Linked DNA regions of Mus musculus: region 1 is linked to region 2. The links are chromatin contacts, called in public promoter capture Hi-C maps. All regions are on one chromosome and are shown on one strand. The core of a region is the stretch at or near the end of the contact, and the rest is flanking DNA. Distances in the headings are between cores, read along the strand shown. Region 1 holds the start of Rasal2 (RAS protein activator like 2). Region 2 holds the start of Angptl1 (angiopoietin-like 1).

Region 1 (6,141 bases), core at 3,499-5,998, 570 kb before region 2:
GGTGAGTTTGAGACTCCGATGATTCAAATTTGACTTCTTCCTATGTCTCTAGTTATATGACCTTGGGCAAGCCAAGCAATTCTTCAGGGTCTAGATGTGTTCCTTCTAATTCATTTTCGAGGTGGGATCTCAATATTGCTCAGGCTAGTCTCCAACTTAGGTGATCCTCCAGTCTCAGTAGCTGGGACTATACTTAGCAAGGTATGCTTAGTTTCAACTGAGGAGGGGGCAGGACAGAAAATGAATTGAAGGACTGGAATGATTAAATTCGTTTTGAATGTCTTTTTCAGTCCCACACGTCTAAAAACAAAACAAGGCTTTCATTTTCCCATAGATCTACTTCCTTGCTTCCTGGTTTCTGATATCACTGGAAGGATGTTTTGAGAAAGGTATTGTGGGATATAACACAGTCTTTGCCTTCATGATGTTTATAACGTAATGGTGGGCATTAAGGACTGTACCACAATATTTATTGTGTTGATCCCAGAAGTGAAACAGGAACAAATGGAGGAAGCTGGGGGTCACTGTCAGCTTGGAGAATAAGGAAGGACTTGATTAAGGCCTTTGGCATTTGATGGGGTTGCTTCCTTGCAGCTAGGAGTAAACAAAGAGCTAGGTATTTTGGGAGCGTGCTTTGCATGCTGGCTAGGGGTGGGGGTGGGGATCACATTTGAGTGATGTCCCTTTTAGACATGGAATGGTTCTGCATTTTTCTTTCCTTTTGTAGGCGATATGATCTGGTCCTAACTACACTTGATGATAAATCACCTATAAGGAAGGTAAGATAAAATTGGAAGCAGAGCCGGGCGTGGTGGCGCACGCCTTTTATCTCAGCACTCGGGAGGCAGAGACAGGTGGATTTCTGAGTTCAAGGCCAGCCTGGTCTACAAAGTGAGCTCCAGGACAGCCAGGGCTATACAGAGAAACCCTGTCTCGAAAAACCAAAAAAAAAAAAAAAAAAAAAAAAAAAAAAAAAAAAATTGGAAGCAGAAAGTCCTCAGGGGAAAGAACGCAGCTAACCAGGTGCCATGAGAGGGTATAAATGACTGGATTTCTGTGAGTCTGAAGTAGGATCTACTAGCTCCTTTACAATAAATTAGAGACCGGGAGGCTGTCTGGGTGAGGGAAACAGGGGACACAAAGAGATTTGGGAAGTGTTGCGTCTGAAATCCAGGAAATGCCATCTTGGTGGATGTAGTCAACATTTATAAACTCCTGATTGGACCTCAGCACTGCAGATGGGTTGGTGATAAGGTGTCCTAAACTCAACATTATCCAGCTGACACTATAGTCACAGAAGTGCTTGGATTATCTAGGGGGATTGGAGATCTAGGGGAAGGCTCAACACTTCCCTTGTATCACCAACATTGTACAAAGCAATCCGGAAAGCGCTAGGGCCCTATGCTCAAGAAGAAAGGGGGTGCAGAAAAGAAGCCGGCCTCCTGACTTCCTGTTTATGGGATTATCTGCTGAGAGAAGTGGGGGAGGGCACTTACAAGGGTGGGACCTCCTGAGGTATGTGCAGTTTCAGACAGAGGAAAGAGGGAAGACAAACAAACCTGTTAGGTTGTAACAGCCAAGACTCAAAACCCTCATCTCCATTTAAGATTAGTGATACAGGCTCACAAGCAGTGACCTCTTTTATCTTTTAGAAAGCTCAGACTGTTCCTGGATTTTGCTTTTTAGGCCATCATCTGGGAAACTCCTCCTGTCACTCCTCACATCTTTCCACAGGTTCCTAATCTCAGTTCCCACTTGTCCTAGTTGTTGGGTTTGATTTTGGGGAACAAGAGGACCAGTGATTATCCACTTCACAGATGTGCTGAGCATCTTAAAGCTCCAAAGCAGAAGGACAAAGCAGGTGGAAATGAATCTTCAACTCTTTCATAGTCTGTTCGCGAACTAGGATTTATAGCATACAAAAGTCTGTTTTCACTTTAAAATCCAGAAATATACTGCAGAGATACCACAGGTACAAATGCAAGTGGCATTAACTACCTTGAGCAATACAAATTGGTTTATTACTTTTTGTTTTTCTATGTTATTTTTCTTAATGATAATCACTTTCAGGAAAAAAAAATGACCTTTCCTCACAAATATCAGAACAACTCTACCTGCTGCAAACCCAAAAATCCTTAAGAATGCAGATTTATTAATAAACTAAGCAGGGCAGTAGTGGCACATGCCATTAATCCCAGAACTCTGGAGGCAGAGGCAGGTGGATCTCTTCTGTGAGCCAAAAGCCAGAATGGTCTATGGAGTGAGTTCCAAGACAGCCAAAACTATACAGAGAAACCCTATCTTGCTCCCTCCCCTCAAATTAGGCTACTAATGGTTTCTTGTTTGTTTTTATTCAGAGACTCAAGTAGCCAGGCTGGTCTCCAAATCTCTATGTACCCAAGAGTGACCTGGACTCCTGATACTCCTGCTTCTACCTCCCAGGAGGGATTATAGGCAGTGCCATCCTTTCCTGCAGAAGGCTAGAGTTTTAATTCAGTTATCTTCAGAAAGATGATTTATTAGTACTCTGTGCTTCATTATTTTTCCATTGGCTAAAAGACTGTTTTTAAAATTCTGTTTCTATTACAGAATTATTTACCCTCCATGTCGTGAAAGTATTTTCCTTTAGACCTAGAGACATTAGATGCATTCCAGATGTATGTTACTTGGGTGACTGGATGATGGTGTGCAACTAGTACGAGCTCAGGATGCCAAAGTGAAGTAGTGACTAGTTTTAGTGGTCTGGATGGAAACAGAGGTTACTAAGGAAGCAGGATAAGAGGGAGTTTGACAGAGCCTTTCCCTTAAGAGACATGATGGCACTTAGATCAATTTTTGGAAAACCTTTTTCCCTTCATTTTATATACCACTCCTAATGCTGCTTTGGGGATAACAGCTTGGGTAAATACATCCATACATATGAGTAGATACTTTGATTTGTACGGCTGGTGTCCATATTCACTTACTCTTTGAGACATCAACAATAATTCAATACAAATGGAAATCCTATGCCAAGGGTTTTCTCTCTCTCTCCTTCCCTCCCTCTACTGCAAAAGGACAATGTCCCTTCAGAGATCTTTACAAATTGGAGTTGAGTTGGGTATGGTGGCCAACACCTTTAATCCCAGCACTCGGGAGGCAGAGGCAGGCCTATTTCTTTGAGTTCAGAGCCAGCCTGGCCTACAAAGCATGTTCCAGGGCAGCCAGGGCTGGTACACAGAGGAACCCTGTCTTGAAACTAAACGGAAGGAAGGAAGGAAGGAAGGAAGGAAGGAAGGAAGGAAGGAAGGAAGGAAGGAAGGAAAGAAGGGAGAAAGAAAACACTAGATTTGTTTAGGGCTGGGTCCTGTAACTTCTAGCTTCCTTATCTCTCATTTATTAAAATTGGAGAGCTGACTGTAGTCAGATAGCAAGCAAGTGGGCTTCTATATACCGGGAGGGATTACTCTACTTCATTGCTAAGCACCAGATTAACAAATCTAATCACAGAGTTCTTGAAGGATCAGAGTTGAAGAAATCAGTATCACTGAGAGCTTGTAAGACGTACCTGTTGCATTGCTGGCTGCTTTGGCAGGTGATGTGGACTGTCCTGTCTGCACCTGTTAAACAAGAGGAAGGGTGAGAGGATCTTTAAAGTCACTTCTTGTTTTAACATGCTATTACTCTATGTAAAATTTGGGAGAAAATTATAAAATGCATGCTATAACTCCCATAAAACACAAAAACACATGAGAATTCCTAAAACCTAGAAAATTAGATTGACCTCTTATAGAAGGTCAAAGTAGAGAGAAATGAGGGCTGGGGTGGGCTGGGACACAACAAAAACCCTCCCCCAAATATTTTTTAGCATCATCTAATTATGAAAAATTCCTGATTGGTTTGAAGTAGCCATGTTCATAAATTGTTGAAAAACCTGATTTGTCAACATAATTTAAATTGGTAAATTTCTACCCGAAATTATTATTATTACTATTATTTATTTATTTATTTATTTATTTATTTACTTATGCCTAAAATCTCTGAAATCTGGATTGGTGAATCCCGCTTTGGGTGGGCACAAAACGAAGCCAATGTTAAGGAGGAAGACAGTTTACACATAGACCAAAAATAAAACCCAAGTGACACTGTTAGAAGAGAAGCCAACAGATTGCAAAGATCAAAGGCAAAAAAGAGAAGCTTGTTTGGTTAATGCTGGGGCTTTGGGGCATTTCATGTACTTGCGGGGCTCGTCCATCCATCCGCACCACACATCGTAGCCATGCTATTCTAAACTGATGATAAATCCAGCTCCAGGGCGGACAGGGCGCAAAGCCGGGATCTCGCACAGATCTCAGGATCCAAGACGCGGGGCCAGATCTCCCTTGTGGAGGAACCATGGCGTTTCTTCCGAGGTGACTGTTAGATAAAGCAGCGTCTTCATGTTCTTCGTCCGAGAAAGAAGCATTGGTCCAGAAATCAACAGGATAGGGGCTAAGATAAAAGGGAAGCGCCTTTCCCATCTTTTTAAATTTCCCGCACCCCGTTTTCTCTCCGCCTCCCCAACACCGTCTCTGCTTCCACCAGCAGCTCGAGGATCCCCGCACCGAGAGGCGGTCGGAGCAGGATAGTCTTAGGAAAGTAGGCGGGCCTGGCCCGCTGAGTATTTCGGTGCCCGATTTTTGCTGTCTTCGGCGGCAGTTCCTCCTCCGCTCGGTTACTGGATTGCACACGCGGCCGTGAGCTCGGCACTCGATTGCTTCGGCCTATCACCCTGGGATGCCGCCTGCCGCCGCCGCCAGCGCCGCGGCTGCCGGGCTTGTGGGTTTCTCAGAGGAGCGCGAGCCGGAGGAGCCCAAGCAGCGGCCGGAGCGGCGGCCTGAGAGTTAGCGGGCCGGCCTGCGCGTTCCGCGGGAGCAAGCCGACGCCAGGCGGACAGAAGCTGGGCCGGGGCGCGCCCCTCAGGCTGAGGGAGCCGGCGCTTTGAGCCCCCGAGGCGACGGCGGCGGGAGCCGGTCAGAGGGGGCGGCCCCTGGCGGCGACGCCCCCGAGCCCAGCCCTGCCTGGCCGAGCTCCATCCTCAGCCCAAGCCCGGGCGGCCCGCGAACGCGCCCGCGGGGGTTGAGCAGGGCTGCGTGGGGGCGGGAGGTGAGCCCGCGCTCCCGGGTGCTCCGCGTCCGCTCCGGACCCGCACCTGAGCCGGGACCCGCCTCCGCTCCGGACCACGCTGGACCCGCCTCCCGGCCCGGGTCCCACCCTCCGCTTGCAGGTGGGCTGCGGCGCCCGGCCTTCGGGCGGTGGGCGGCGGGGAAGGAGGTGAGCGGTGTCCGCGCCCGCAGCCGTTCGGGTGCTGGTGGCCGCGCCGTCGTCCCTTTCCCGCAGCCGGGAAGCCCGCCCCGCCGCCGCCGCCTGCTCCCTCTGGGACACCATGGAGCTGTCTCCGTCGTCCGGAGGAGCCGCGGAGGCGCTGTCGTGGCCGGAGATGTTCACGGGGCTGGAGTCCGACTCGCCGCTGCCCCCGGAGGATCTGGACGCGGTCGTCCCAGTCAGCGGAGCAGTGGCCGGTGGCATGCTGGATCGGATCCTTCTGGAGTCAGTGTGCCAGCAGCAGAGCTGGGTCCGGGTGTTCGGTAAGGATCACAAGTCGTCTGCCTCAGAGGCTGGCGTTTCTCATCTTTCCTTGGGCTCCGATGCATTCTTAGTCCCCCATCTATCCTAGGTCAGCTGTCCACATCTTTTTTTGGTTGTTGTTGTTGTTGTTGCAGAAAATGCTTTTTGACAAGTTTATCCAATATATAGCGCCTGGTTATGTGACTCAGTAGGCTCCTTTGGACCTCTTTAGATATCCACAGTAAGTTTATAGAGTTGAGCTATCTGGACGTAATTCTTAGGTGATTAATTAAAGGCACTTGCTGCTGAGTCCTCAGGAAGGTAGAATGGAACAAGGCACAAAACCAAGTGAATGGGATTTCATTTCCTTCCTGTTGTGTGAAGCAAGTGTTGAGAGAAAGATATGAAAAAGCTTAGTAGAAGATGAGCTAATGAATGAAAAACAAAACAAAACAAAATCGAGGGGTTGTGGGTGGGGGGCAGAGATGGGAGAGACACCCAGCCCTAGCCGTAGCCCTTGCACCAGCCCCAGTTCAAGTGTTTGGTAGCAGTAGA
Region 2 (5,862 bases), core at 2,785-5,284:
GCTATAAGATCAGTTAAGTTGATCTTCTGCAATAAATACTGCGACATTTTTTCAACCTACCAAGTCAGACATTTTAGACCAATAGAAAGTGAGCATTTTTATATCATCGCTTTGGAGACCAGAGACAGTTTTAAGAATGACGAGATGCTCCCTGTCGTCGTGTAATTGTGTTTCCTGAACTGCAGTTATGGTTCTGCTTTAAGCTTATAGGTGACTCGGTGGGTGTGTTCTGTTAAGAAAGTCTGGTGGGTTGTATTTTAGTTTTAAAAAATCCTAATTGTCAACAAGCATTATCAAATTGGATATAAAAGGTCTTTTTGTACCTATGTGTGTACTAAGGGCCAAAGCAACACTGATATTAGAAACAGGTCTAAAACTTTGGTTCCCTGGCCCCTGGTCAGAATCTGTCGCAGCCACAGCTACGCCAGGATGTGTACTTGGACTGTGCCCTGTTGGCTGTGGCAGATGAGGATTACCTGTTATTTCCAGTCTGACACTGGAACTCTTTCCAAGAACCTAGATTTCTTCCTTCCTCTTTAGTTCACTCCCAAGTGAGTAGTGCAGTAGACTGGGGAAGAAGTGGGCAAAGTGTGTTTGTGCTCAGGTTCATGGCCAAGCTACCCCACAGCAGCTTCATGCCATCTGCTGTTTGTAAGGCTAGCAGAGGGCACCCGAGGAGCAGAGGGCACCTCAGGACCTTTTCTTGCCATCTTTGCTACTACCCCAGCCCTTGTTTCTTGATCTAAGAGGTCGACCCCGGTTGTTTATGTGTAGTCCAGACAGCACAGCACTAACACTACTGAATACCTAGTGAGTGCTCTCAGGAGGCATGGCTGTCTTCAGTTCCTTATATATGAACATCACAGCCTGGTGAGGCAGATGATTCTGATACTCATTTGTACAGGAAGTGGTGCCCTAAAGGCATATCAGTAGCCACACAGCTGTTAAAAGATAGAGCCAGAATTTGAACCCAGGTTGTCTTCTATCTGGGTATATGTTTTTAAGTTAACCGTTTCATCATATGGCTCCTCTTTCTAAACTACATTCTGTCAGAGTTGCACTCTCTGTAGCAGAATGAAGAAAAGAAATGGTATCACTTTCAAAAGAGAAGTCCCCGAGGACCAAAACCACTCATATGGGATTCAGATACTAGACCTGGGACCTGTGTTTTACAGTGTCTGTAGTAACAGAAGGCATCTTGGCATGTGCTGCCTGCAGCTTTCTCTGGCCTGTTCGTGTGTTGTGCAAAAGCATGTGCATGCCGTTGTCTGCAGTCTGGCCTGGTCTACACCCCATGTTGCTGTCGTTCCTCTCTGCCCATGTGTGCTCCATCAGTTGCTGCTTATGTAATCTGACTTGCAACCCCATACGTACATGCACGCACAAACACACTTTTCTTAGTGAAATGTGGGCTTTCGGCGGCTGTGCAGATAGATGGCCGCCACCTCACTGGAAAGCAAGGTCCTCAGATGCTGTTTCCAGAAGAGAAATAATAAACACAGCAAAGACTGGGAAGAGCTGGGGAGTTGCTCAGTGAAATGATACCATTTACTCGGAGCTTTCTGTGGCTGGCTGATGGCAAAGGCACACAAGTGAGAAAGTTGGCTCCTGTTCTGTGTTGTGCCTTCTGACACCAGGAAATACAAACCTGAGGAATCACTGTTTCTCACAGAGCATCTCTTACTCTCCAAGAGTTACCTGTACTAAAACTGATGGTATATTTGGAGTTATATTTACAGGAAATTCTTGGAATTTAACTGTAGTTTTATCAAAACAAAGAAACAGAACAGTAAAATAAGGTAAAAAGCCATTAGCCTCTGGGCAAATATATATCATTTCTCCTAACTCTCCTTGTCTTATTTTAATAATAGGACAGAAAGGAAGTATCAGGGTCACCAGGATTAATAGTATGAACTCAGGAAATGTCAGTACTGAAGACTTGACTCATAAAATTATTTAAATACTTTCTAGAATGAAATAAGCTACCAAAACAAGGGAACTTTTAAATTAAAAGCTTGAGGAATATTTGGGGTGTTGGTCTACTCTGCCTTGAGTCACTATGGTTCGTAAAATCAATCATAAGATTTAAGATGGTGTTCAAAGCTCCTTCCGGTCGCTGTTTGTTCTTTGCTTCCTTGTTCCATCAGTGATGAGCGCATTGTCTCTTTAATTGGAGTTAAGAGACATCTTTAAGTAGTAGACTAGATATAAGCGAAGAATTGATTTTTAAAATTTGTTCACTCTCACATTGTCTAAAAATACTTTCTTATTTAATGTTTCCCACGTATGTTCAGTGAAAGCGCCATAGATATGTCACCTCGTAACCCTTCCTATTTATGTTGGGTTTCTCCTAGGTCTCAGGGGAATGTGGAAAATTAGTTACAGTCACTCAAGTTTGAACTGCGCCTTTGCCTGGTGGGTTTTAGAAAAGGGGTAAAAAAGCTTGTGCACTTATATTCATATTCTTAGTAGTATTTCTCTGTACTGTATTGCCAGCTATAAGGAGGATAAAAGCTGCCTTCCCTTCCCTTCCCTTCCCTTTGGCTGTACCCTGCACTGAGAGAAGCCAAAGGCATTGAAGTTAGCTGAGGAGCACTGACTGGCCAGGTGGAAGACCTTCCTAAGAATAGCCCTGGAAATGTCCCCAAAATAGACAGACGTGATCATTTGTGATTCGTTCGCACGCACACAGACACACACGTGCATTCGCTCTGTGAAATGCCTGCATAGGTGAGTGAGACTTGCTTTCATCGTGGCAGGAGCCACGGAGATGATGGTGTTTCAGATGGAGTATGATTTCGAGATTTTACAGACTCTCCTGTAAAATACGTATTTAACAGAGCTCAGAGTTGAGAGTTTTAATGTTTAAGCAAAGTTGAAAAAACAAAATCTGAACATTACTATTATTTGTTTGTTGAAAATTCCTACCACTAAAGATTAAAAGTCAGGGAATCCTCCCACCATAACCGCTTGCTGTCTTTGGTGTTAAAGCTTGCTGTTGGTGAGTAGCAATTTCATAATTCTCATGACTAACCAAGCCCCCCAATAGAATGTTGAGGGCATGCTCCTGCCTCTTAGGGACAGTTAGGAAGGTTATTTTATTTTTATTTTTTTAAAACAGGCTTTTGGCCTTGCCAGTTTTTCTTCAGTACTGACATTTTCTGAGTTCATATGCTTAATCCTGGTGACCCTGACAGGTCTCAATCCTGACCTTGAAGGAGGTTTTAATTATTGTTTGTATCAATATTACTTTTCCAAGGAATTTCCAGCTTTAATCTGTTGCTGAAATGAAATTTCTGTTGTAGGAAATTGTTTAAAATGATTAATCATAACAAGAAATAACATAGATTAACAAAGACTCAGAAGAGTTTTGTTCAGTTGTAACTGAGATTCTGTTGCAAGCATTCAGCTGACCAGCTCTTAGCTTTGTTTTGTAGCCATACTTTGAAAATCGCAGTAGTTGGTGCACGTCTTTACACACACACCAGTGTTCAGAAGAGAAACTCACCGCGCTCACAGTTGTTTCCTTTATCCTACATCCTTCGCTGTGTAAGCCTTAGGCATTTACTGAGTTACTTGTAAAATTTTGTAATGTCACTAGAGCATTTGTGTTTAGAACCCAGCATGTATGTCTCAATCTGTAGTCACATATGAAGCACTTCATGACTATTTTTACAGAAAGATGCAAAACAAAACCTTCAGATACAAATTGGCAGCATCTTCTAAAGTTCCCTGAGAAATCTCTTACTTTCTAGTACAAAGGACAATGATGCATTTGACATAGAATTTTGAATAAATCTAAGAGAAATATTAAAATACCTTTGTTGTCTGTTGAAAAAAGCGAGTCCGTGAACGTGCGTCCTTGCCCTTGCTCTCTGAGATCAGTGTAGAAGTTTGTTCGGCTTTACTTCAGAGGTAACTGCGTTTTTTGCTCTGACCGGTGAATCCAAGGAGTAAGGAACTTCTTTTCACAGCACTAATGGACTGAGTTTGCTGGGCCACCTATGTAACTTGGGGCTATCTGTGGACTTCTCTAATGCAGCAGAGAAGGTTCTGTGCCTGTGCTGTCTGCTGCATGGAAATGTGCAGAAACCAGCCGCAGCTGACAGACTGTCCACACAGTCCGAAGAGTGATTCCCTCTCGTTCTCAGTAGACTCAAGTTCAGCCCACATATTACGTCATTAGAAAAGAGCTGGAGCCAGGAGAGGGGGTAGGAACCTCCTCCTTAGGATTTCCTCTCGCTGCCGAGGTGGGGCTGGGGGAGCTGGATCAGCAGGAGGCTGAATAGCTCTAACAAGGAGAGATTGTGTGCAGGTTGAAGGAAGGGCACCATCTGGAAACAGGCTATCATAGTTCAGCAGGCAATTATAAAATAAACATTTTAGTCTGCCTGCCACAGAGCTTTTGAGTTGGAAGAGAGAGAGAGAGAGAGAGAGAGAGAGAGAGAAAGGAAGAAAAGAAAAGAAAAGAAAAGAAAAGAAAAGAAAAGAAAAGAAAAGAAAAGAAATCCACTTTAGAAGTAGCTGCAGGCTGTAAGGAGCTAGACTTTCCCCAGAAGCAGCCACCTAACAGTGCTATTCTGACAGCCTCCGGGACGCTTAAAATTGTAAGTAATTGTGTAATGTTTAAGAGAAAATTGCTTTTATTAGCTTGACCTTTAATCTCAGCACTCGGAAGGCAGTTGAATCCCTATGAACTTGAGGCCAGCCTGGAATACACAGTGAGCTCCAGGCCAGCCAGGGCTAATAAGTGAGAATCTGACTGAAGAAACACACACACACGCACACACATGCACACACTGCAGACCAGCCAGGGCTAGTGAGAACCTGACTCACACACACACACACACCCCTTGTTTTTATATGTAGTCACCTAAAACAAGGGAAACTGGTAAATCTGGTGAAAGAAAAATCTTAAATTCTGTAATACATAATTGATGCTTTTTCTGATCTTAAGTTCTGTGATAGGTAATATACTTGCCTATAAAATTATGCCTCCTGTCCTAGCTAGGGTTGCTGTTGCTGTGAAGAAACACCATGACCAAAGACAACTTAGGAAAAGGTTGATTTGGCTTACACTTCTACATCACTGTTCATCACCAAAGGAAGTCAGGATAGGAACTCAAACAGGGGAGGAACCTGGAGGCAGGAGCTAAGGCAGAGGCCATGGAGGAGTGCTACTTACTGGCTTGCTCAGCCTGCTTTATAGCACCCAGCCATAGGACCACCAGCTCAGGGGTGACTGGGCCCTTTCACATCAATCACTAAGAAAATTTCCTCCAGGCTTGCCCTCAGCTGGATCTCATGGAGGCATTTTCAGTTGAGGCTTCCTCCTCTAGCTTGTGTCAAGATGAGTTAAAACTAGTCAATTCAGTGTCAATTGTCAAAATAAGGTGGTGGTTGTTGTTGTTGTTGTTGTTAGTTGATTGGTATCATTTAAAAACAAACACAACCCTGAATTAAAAGAAAAAAAGAAAACCCAAAGGATCGTTGACTCCCCATTGACTGTGAACTGAAGATGAATCATCATGTCCTCTGGCCCAGCCTTTTCTACTATAAAAATAGGTTCCAAAAGAGCAAAAGAGTAAGTCTTGAATAACTATTTTTTTCATGAAACAAATATTTAGTAATTCAATAGCTAAGGAAACCCGAATTTCAACATCTTCAATAGCTTGGCTTAATGCTCAATGATAAGTAGAACCTGAGTTTTTAACTCTCACTCAAAAGCATCGCTTTCTTGGCATCCTAGTTGCTGAATGAGGCCTTGGGGCTTCTCATGCTACACACGCTGTGTGCTTTCACCCCCCTCACTGCCTTAACTCCTTCCAGTTGTCTTGTAGGACCTGTATCCTTTACTTACTG

Evidence for each region. Promoter capture Hi-C pulls out the DNA fragments that hold promoters and counts their contacts.
Region 1: a contact with region 2 is called in a promoter capture Hi-C map of liver, with 2.6 times the contacts expected there. The contact joins the promoter of Rasal2 here to the promoter of Angptl1 in region 2. A contact is called at or near these places in 1 of 39 promoter capture datasets (liver) and 1 of 115 datasets of contacts at active chromatin or transcription factors (bone marrow-derived macrophages).

The regions. Positions count from the first base shown.
Region 1 is chr1:157,411,202-157,417,342 of GRCm38.p6, reverse strand. Rasal2 (RAS protein activator like 2) reads left to right here and starts at 4,748. Exons shown (of 18, transcript NM_177644.5): 1 at 4,748-5,606. The coding sequence starts at 5,405. 2810025M15Rik (RIKEN cDNA 2810025M15 gene) reads right to left here and starts at 4,991. Exons shown (of 3, transcript NR_027984.1): 1 at 4,218-4,991; 2 at 3,548-3,599.
Region 2 is chr1:156,837,195-156,843,056 of GRCm38.p6, reverse strand. It overlaps Angptl1 (angiopoietin-like 1), which reads right to left and starts at 4,034. Exons shown (of 5, transcript NM_028333.2): 1 at 3,820-4,034. The region is part of intron 8 of Ralgps2 (Ral GEF with PH domain and SH3 binding motif 2); the gene reads left to right.